Regions from separate parts of the Mus musculus genome. Here region 2 is linked to region 1. The links are chromatin contacts, called in public Hi-C maps. All regions are on one chromosome and are shown on one strand. Each heading gives the region's core, a stretch centred on a gene start, on an enhancer-like site or on the middle of the called end of the contact. The rest is flanking DNA. Distances are from core to core; before and after follow the strand shown.

Region 1 (3,962 bases), core at 123-2,622:
CCTCAGGCTGATAAAAGCTATGCATCTTGTCTAACGATACCTTGGGTGAGCTCAAATGCCCTCTTATTATACATACATAAAAGTACACAACACAAAAGTCAGAAAAATAATCTTATTCTGTAAGCTGTGTAAACAGTTCATTTCTATTGTGGACCACTGCATAGAGTGTAAACTAAAAGTCTATAAGTAGGAACCGGCCAGTATATATATAGATTATATTGTATATATAGATTATGTTGTAGCCCTTATCTGACAACACACAGAATGTTCTTCTTTGATTACTAAAAATGTCTAGTTATCTCCTGAAAGTAAAATCTAGCCATTTATCAATACCAGAAAATATGCGATATATACATATGTATATATGTATATGTTTGTATATATGTATATCCTGTTATGTTCCACTCAATAATCTGAAAAAAAATTACTCAAACAGTTCCAACAACCTTTACAAGATCTTCATCTTTCTTCAAACTATGCTACCTGTACACTCTTATTTCTTGAGCGCTTTTCTTTCCTTGGCCCCTGGAGCCCTATTAAGAAAACTATTCCAAGGTTCATTTTTCTTTGCCTTACTTTTTTCTTCCCTTTATTCAATTATATTAATTCAAGGACAAAAAGGGCAATTTCATCCTGAAAATATCTTTATGTTTTCAACGAATTCTGTTTATCTCATACTTATTTCTCCAATAAAAGCTACACCTATGTCAGAAATCACATTATCATTTTGGAATCACCACTCTCAATTTTCCCCTTCTAGGTATCGCTCCAAAGCCCTAGAAATCATTGAATGATCTTTAAATAAGACAACTCGATTGTACTGACAAATGGTTCTGTAAACTTTGATATATAATATTAAATAATAGTGTTGCTGAAACACTAAAGGTTTTCAAATTAGCAAATCTAAGCAGCCTAATACTGTTTTCACTTGGGCTAAATTCAGAAATTCAGGCATTCAGGAATCTTTACCATAGTCCTAAATTACAGGGACAAATACACAATAAAATAGTGTTCTATCTGCCTACTCTTCAAATCAGTTGTCAATCCATCAAAGAAATGCTAATTATGGAAAATGACTAACCTTCTAGACCTCCCCCCCCAACCAGTGATAACTACAAGTCCCATGATGCAAAGCTCTAGCCCGAACTTATGCTAGCCAAAGTGCCTTCTGGGAATTGAAGTCTTCTCTTCATCTACTTGGCAAACTAGATATTGTAGCCCCATTTCTCAGAAACTCCCTAGTAATAAAGCCTGTGGAAAAAAAACTGTCGATTCCCTGTGATAAAATTAGATTTGTTCGGGCCACTGCAGAGACAGGGACCAGCAATCCCAGTGTGGGCCTCCGGGGGCGGTGCCGTGCTGTGACGTCACTTCCTGGAGCGGCATACCTCCCCCTCCCACTCGAGGCCGTCCCTTCCCTCGGTTCGCGGGAACCTGGCTGGGTGGCTGTGCCCAGGCACCGAGCGGCTGCTCCGGGGCGGAGGGTCACGTGAGGAGTCCGAGTGCCCGGGCAGGACGCGACCCGCCGCAGTCCAACAGGAGCCGCCTTCCTTCCCCTGACGGCGTGGGGTCGCGGAGCGCGCCGAGGTAGGACGCGGGGACACCTGCCGCCTGGACGGCGGGCGGGCGCGCGGGAGGCTGCGGGGCGCGGGGGAGCCTGGACCCCGCCGCACCCCTGGGCGCGCCTGGCCCGGGAGGACTGCAGGTGCGGGAGCCCGGCCTGAGGGCTCGCGGCCCGCGCGGACCGCGTCGCCCTGCCAGCTTCCCCGGGCCTGCGTTCCGCCACCGTGCTGTCACCCTCCTCCCCAGGTAGCGCGGGAGCATCCTCCTGGGTACGAGGTCAGGCGCCCCCGAAGAAGGCGACACGCCCTCCCTCCGCCGCTCGGCGCTCCCGCGGGTGGAAGTCCCCGGGCGCACCCCGAGGCCGCCCTTGGCAGCCCGGGGCCTCAGGTGGCAGATGTCAGAGGCCAGCGCCGGAGCTACGAGAATCCTGCGCGGTTCTTCTGGGGAGGTGCGGGGTGGGGGTCAGGATTCACCCAAGGGGTGAGTCCGTAGCTCAAGTTTCTTGAATGTTCCACAATAAGGAAGGTTGCACTGGCCGCGTGAGGTTAGACACCCTGTTTAAACTTCCTACATCCAGAGGGGACAGCTTGCTAAGAGGACAGTAAATAAAGTTGGGCTGGTAGACCCCCTGTTGCTGTGTATAAATAGACCTGTCATTTCTCCTGGTCGCTACTTAACATTTCTGAGTTTATTACTTAACGTCGTAATGGTAAGTCATTACTTCTTTATTCTACAAAATTATTCAGACATACAATATAACCATCTTTTGGACCTTAGGTTATTGAGAATGAATAATCTAGAATCAAAAAGCAAAACTTTTAATGATTTAATTTGATTGACTGTAAACCTGATACCTTCCCCCCCCCTTTTTTTTCGTTAACTTTACCAAGTTTGCATTTGAAATATATTTGATGCTAAGTTTAAAAAAAAATGTTACTTTCAAGACAGTTGTTGCTGGCTTGGTAGTACAGGTGTGTATCCCAGCACCTATGGAGGCTGCAAGATCAAAAGTTCAAACCTACCTAGGCTACTTACTTAGCAAGTTCACAGGCAACAACCTTGTAAGACCCTGCCTAAAAATTAACATATTTTTTAAGGAAGAGGTTTAGAATGCATGCATAGCATTGCAAATCTCAATCAAAGTAAAAGAGCATTCCTTAGTAATAATCAAACTTCGGACTGACTATGATTAGCCTGTGTAAATCCTTGGGAGTTTCAGTAATTCTATAAAAAAGTAAAATGAATGACTTTTTTCCTTCTTCTGTTCCTATGTTGCATATAGTACAACCAGGACGACAAAACTTCTCCTTCTGCTTCCATTTTTTGAGTGGGAGTAGACAGGAAATATGTTTGAATGTATGTTAGGATTAAGTCCATTTAAAATGAATATTGCAAAAAATAAAGAAAAGTAGACCAAAGGGAAAAAAAAAGAAGAAATATGTATATCATAAGGGTCAAGAAAAGAGATGTAAAATAAGTTTGTTCTCCTAACCATGTAAACAAGAGTCCACAGAGGTAAATCAGATTACAGGATGATGTTACCCATGTCTTCATAGGTAATTGAGTGTCACAAATTAAGAGAAGCACTTTCTTTTCTATTGGTTTGAGTTCTAGGTTGAAGTCTAATTCTTCAATATGTCCTTCTCATTTTTAGATAGTGAATTCCTAAGAAGAAAGCAATGAACTGCATATTGGTTGTTCTTTAAGTGTTTGGACTCAAAGGTGTACAAGTTTGTTGCCAAGGCCAAAGAAGATGGCAACCCCGTATGTCCCAGTTCCAATGCCAATAGGAAACTCCGCTTCCAGCTTTACAAACAACAGAAATCAAAGGAGTTCTTCTTTTGGCAGTGTTTCCACAAGCTCAACCTCTTCCAAAGGCCAGTTAGAGGACTCAGCTGTGGGCAGTCTTAAGCAGACGAATGTCCAGGATCAGATGGACAGTGCATCATCAATGTGTGGTAGTCCTCTCATTAGGACTAAATTTACAGGGACAGATTCATCCATTGAGTATTCTGCTAGACCAAGAGAGGCTGAAGAGCAGCATCCTGAGGCAGTGAACTGGGAAGACAGACCTTCAACACCTACAATTCTAGGTTACGAGGTTATGGAAGAGCGGGCCAAATTCACTGTAAGTATTGGCTTCTGCTGCACACCAGTAAGAAGAAAAAGACTGGTTTACTGGTATGCGTGTGTGTGCTGGTTAAGGCAAGCCTGTACTGCAGATTCTTGACCACGTGGTCTTTGGGTCCAGTTGTTCTGGTGCTAGGCTTATGAGAGTTACCCGTGATCGTGCATAAAGTTAGGCAGCTCATTTTTATTGCTAGCAATACTTGTCTTTTGAGGTTCTTTCTGACTGTGCTCTTCTTGTACCGATCACTTGGCAACTATATGTATGCATT
Region 2 (4,113 bases), core at 1,047-3,546, 240 kb before region 1:
ATCAAACACATTACTTTGAACCTTGTTTTATAGAAGACACTAGCCCATTTGCCTCTTATACTATATAACCATGTTACAGAATAAATAAAATGGCATCACACTAAGTCATCTAAAATAAAGCTTAAATGTTAGCTAATTAATGGTTAAGTGAGCTGCTTGCTAGTTTGACCTTTAAGATGGTATTTTACATAGTTTTTCCATCACTTGTGAAACTCCTAAAGCAACCTATGTTTTATCTTTGAGAACTTTTCTGCATCTCTATAAGATCAAATCTTACCCCACCTCTGGCATATTTACTTATAGCTGAGAAGCTAAAGAAGAACAGATAAGACAGTAGCTGTCAATCTTCCTTCTTAAAATCAGCTTTGAGCAGGGAACACTAACGATTAAATTATATGGTTGACTCTTAAATTAGCAAGATTTACTTTCTGGAATCCACACTCTTGCCAAATAGCAGTCATAAATACCAGGAATTGTTATACATGACTCAATTGTGATTAAAATATCTGTGCACTACTCAGCTATTAAAAACAATGAATTTATGAAATTCTTGGACAAATGGATGTATCTGGAGGATATCATCCTTAGTGAGGTAACCCAATCACAAAAGAAGTCATTAGATATGCACTCAATGATAAGTGGATATTAGCCCAGAAACATAGAAAACCCATGATACAATTTGCAAAACACAAGAAAATCAAGAAGAAGGAAGACCAACGGGTGGATACTTCATTCCTCCTTAGAATAGGGAACAAAATACCCATGAAAGGAGTTACAGAGACAAATTTTGGAGCTAAGATGAAAGGATGGACTATCCAGTGACTACTCCACCCGGGGATCCATCCCATAATCAGCCACCAAACACAGACACTATTGCATATGCCAGCAAGATTTTGCTGAAGGGACCCTGGTCTTGTATGAGGCTATGCCAGTGCCTGGCAAATACAGAAGTGGATGCTCACAGTCATCTATAAGATGGAACACAGGGCCCCGTGGAGAAGCTAGAGAAAGCACCCAAGGAGCTGAAGGGGTCTGCAACCCTATAGGTGGAACAACAGTATGAACTAACCAGTATCCCCAGAGCTCGTCTCTCTAGCTGCATATGTATCAGAAGATGGCCTAGTTGGCCATCACTTCAAAGAGAGGCCCCTTGGTATTGCAAACTTTATATGCCCCAGTGCAGGGGAACTCCAGGGCCAAGAAGTGGGAGTGGGTGGGTAGGGAAGCAGGGCGGGGGTAGTGTATAGGGAACTTTCAGGATAGCATTTGAAATATATATAATAAAAAAGAAAAATAAATAAAAATAAGACCACAGTATGAGCATTTTTCCATGGCTGAATAAAATAGTATATTTTACACAAGGAAAAATAAAATAAAATAAAATAAAATAAAATATCTGTGGAAAATTGTCAATACTTCCTGTAGATAAGGGCCCCTCAAGCTGTGATCCACGGATGACAGGCATCAAAACCCACTATCATGTGCTCACTAGCAATGGTTCCTATGTCCCATCCCCATCTGCCTAGCTGGGCTCTACCAGGGTCACCCTGACACAACCTATTGAGTGCTCCACTCTATTTGATAAAGCCACATCATCAAATTGCTATACATAAGAAAATTAAACAAAAAAAAATGATCACAGCATTGTGTTTGTTTCAAATGTTTATTACTGAACAATGACTACAGAATTGCCTTTATATAAGAATAAAGAATGTTTAGCTTTCTGAATAAAGTACACTATTTCCTACAGAACAACTTTTAGCCATAACTTTTATTTGTTCTGAGCAGTACAAAGTTCAGAAAAAAATTTTAGACTTAGATCTTAAACTATAGGAGCATATAACTGAGTTAATTATTTCAATAGATTAATGATATTATATTTAACATATCTATAGTAAACTGAAATCTAGTATAGTAGAAAATATAAATATAGATTGATATGCATTTGGAAACTGCAGGAATGAAGTCTAAGATGACTTTCGTTGTTTTGATATCCAAATGACTCTTTCAACTGTCAAATCGGCATGCATATGTCTCAGCAAATGTGCTTATGTCAGTGACTCTTTCTGACATGTGTACACCTCAACAGACAGACAACAAACCAAAGCAATGGTTCCACCTATGCCTACCTTGGTGAGCCAATGAACTTACAGATTACTTACAGGAGTAAACTGCATCACTGAGCCTGCCCACGCATGGGTGATCACTCAGGCAGGCTGCATCTCTGAGCCCCACCCCTGCATGAGTGGCTTATGGAAGCTGCATCGCTGAACCACCCAGCATAAGTGATGAGTGATTCATAAAAGCTGCATCACTGAGCCTGCCCCAGCATGGGCGACTCATGGAAGCCAGTCACTGAGGCTCCCTTTTCAATGTGCAAGCAGCTACATCCTTAAGAAATATCCACTCCTCTGGGAACTGTTTATTGCTTGTATGATTTTTGTGAGGAGCCCAAAGCTAGAGTTTTCTAAGCTTCTTTCGGGTTTCAGCTGCCTGTGCATCATCTTCTCTGATATGTTAAGACTTAATACGTGCTTCCTGCTTTGATATTTGCATTGTCCCTCAGAACTAGTACAACAGCACAAATGGGGAACAAGTTGGGGTGATAAATGTAGGAAGAAGTTGAGAGTGTGGCTTCAGATGTAAAATGGAGTCAAGGAAGATTGTCAAGTGAAGTTACCAGAGGCTAGACATTGACATTACATCACCAGTACATTACACCTGTAATCTGGTACCTAGAACACATTTTAACTTTTCTTCCCCATGCACCAAAAAAGCATTTCTTTTTTTTTTTTCTTTCCATTTTTTATTAGGTATTTAGCTCATTTACATTTCCAATGCTATACCAAAAGTCCCCCATACCCACCCACCCCCACTCCCCTACCCGCCCACTCCCCCTTTTTGGCCCTGGCGTTCCCCTGTTCTGGGGCATATAAAGTTTGTGTGTCCAATGGGCCTCTCTTTCCAGTGATGGCCGACTAGGCCATCTTTTGATACATATGCAGCTAGAGTCAAGAGCTCCGGGGTACTGGTTAGTTCATAATGTTGATCCACCTATAGGGTTGCAGATCCCTTTAGCTCCTTGGGTACTTTCTCTAGCTCCTCCATTGGGAGCCCTGTAATCCATCCATTAGCTGACTGTGGGCATCCACTTCTGTGTTTGCTAGGCCCCGGCATAGTCTCACAAGAGACAGCTACATCTGGGTCCTTTCGATAAAATCTTGCTAGTGTATGCAATGGTGTCAGCGTTTGGATGCTGATTATGGGGTGGATCCCTGGATAAGGCAGTCTCTACATGGTCCATCCTTTCATCTCAGCTCCAAACTTTGTCTCTGTAACTCCTTCCAAGGGTGTTTTGTTCCCACTTCTAAGGAGGGGCATAGTGTCCACACTTCAGTCTTCATTTTTCTTGAGTTTCATGTGTTTAGGAAATTGTATCTTATATCTTGGGTATCCTAGGTTTTGGGCTAATATCCACTTATCAGTGAGTACATATTGTGTGAGTTCCTTTGTGAATGTGTTACCTCACTCAGGATGATGCCCTCCAGGTCCATCCATTTGGCTAGGAATTTCATAAATTCATTCTTTTTAATAGCTGAGTAGTATTCCATTGTGTAGATGTACCACATTTTCTGTATCCATTCCTCTGTTGAGGGGCATCTGGGTTCTTTCCAGCTTCTGGCTATTATAAATAAGGCTGCTATGAACATAGTGGAGCATGTGTCCTTCTTACCAGTTGGGGCATCTTCTGGATATATGCCCAGGAGAGGTATTGCTGGATCCTCCGGTAGTACTATGTCCAATTTTCTGAGGAACCGCCAGACGGATTTCCAGAGTAGTTGTACAAGCCTGCAATCCCACCAACAGTGGAGGAGTGTTCCTCTTTCTCCACATCCTCGCCAGCATCTGCTGTCACCTGAATTTTTGATCTTAGACATTCTGACTGGTGTGAGGTGGAATCTCAGGGTTGTTTTGATTTGCATTTCCCTGATGATTAAGGATGTTGAACATTTTTTCAGGTGCTTCTCTGCCATTCGGTATTCCTCAGGTGAGAATTCTTTGTTCAGTTCTGAGCCCCATTTTTTAATGGGGTTGTTTGATTTTCTGAAGTCC

Evidence for each region. Hi-C and Micro-C count contacts between places; a contact is called where the count stands out from the background.
Region 2: a Hi-C map of adipose-derived mesenchymal stem cells shows a contact between it and region 1, with 1.8 times the contacts expected there. The contact joins the enhancer-like site here to the promoter of Snx16 in region 1. A contact is called at or near these places in 2 of 39 promoter capture datasets (embryonic stem cells and stem cell-derived epiblast-like cells), 2 of 484 Hi-C or Micro-C datasets (adipose-derived mesenchymal stem cells and cortical neurons) and 2 of 115 datasets of contacts at active chromatin or transcription factors (both in embryonic stem cells).

Annotation. Positions count from the first base shown.
Region 1 is chr3:10,437,540-10,441,501 of GRCm38.p6, reverse strand. Snx16 (sorting nexin 16) reads left to right here and starts at 1,372. Exons shown (of 8, transcript NM_029068.4): 1 at 1,372-1,587; 2 at 3,218-3,691. The coding sequence starts at 3,317.
Region 2 is chr3:10,677,269-10,681,381 of GRCm38.p6, reverse strand. No RefSeq gene overlaps it. Among named protein-coding and RNA genes, the nearest start is that of Gm33551, 170 kb to the left of the region's middle. Within about 2 kb of position 2,296, at least 2 of the 459 cell types and tissues checked have an H3K27ac peak or open chromatin away from gene starts, as enhancers often do. A contact at or near this core is called in adipose-derived mesenchymal stem cells, where this site is marked.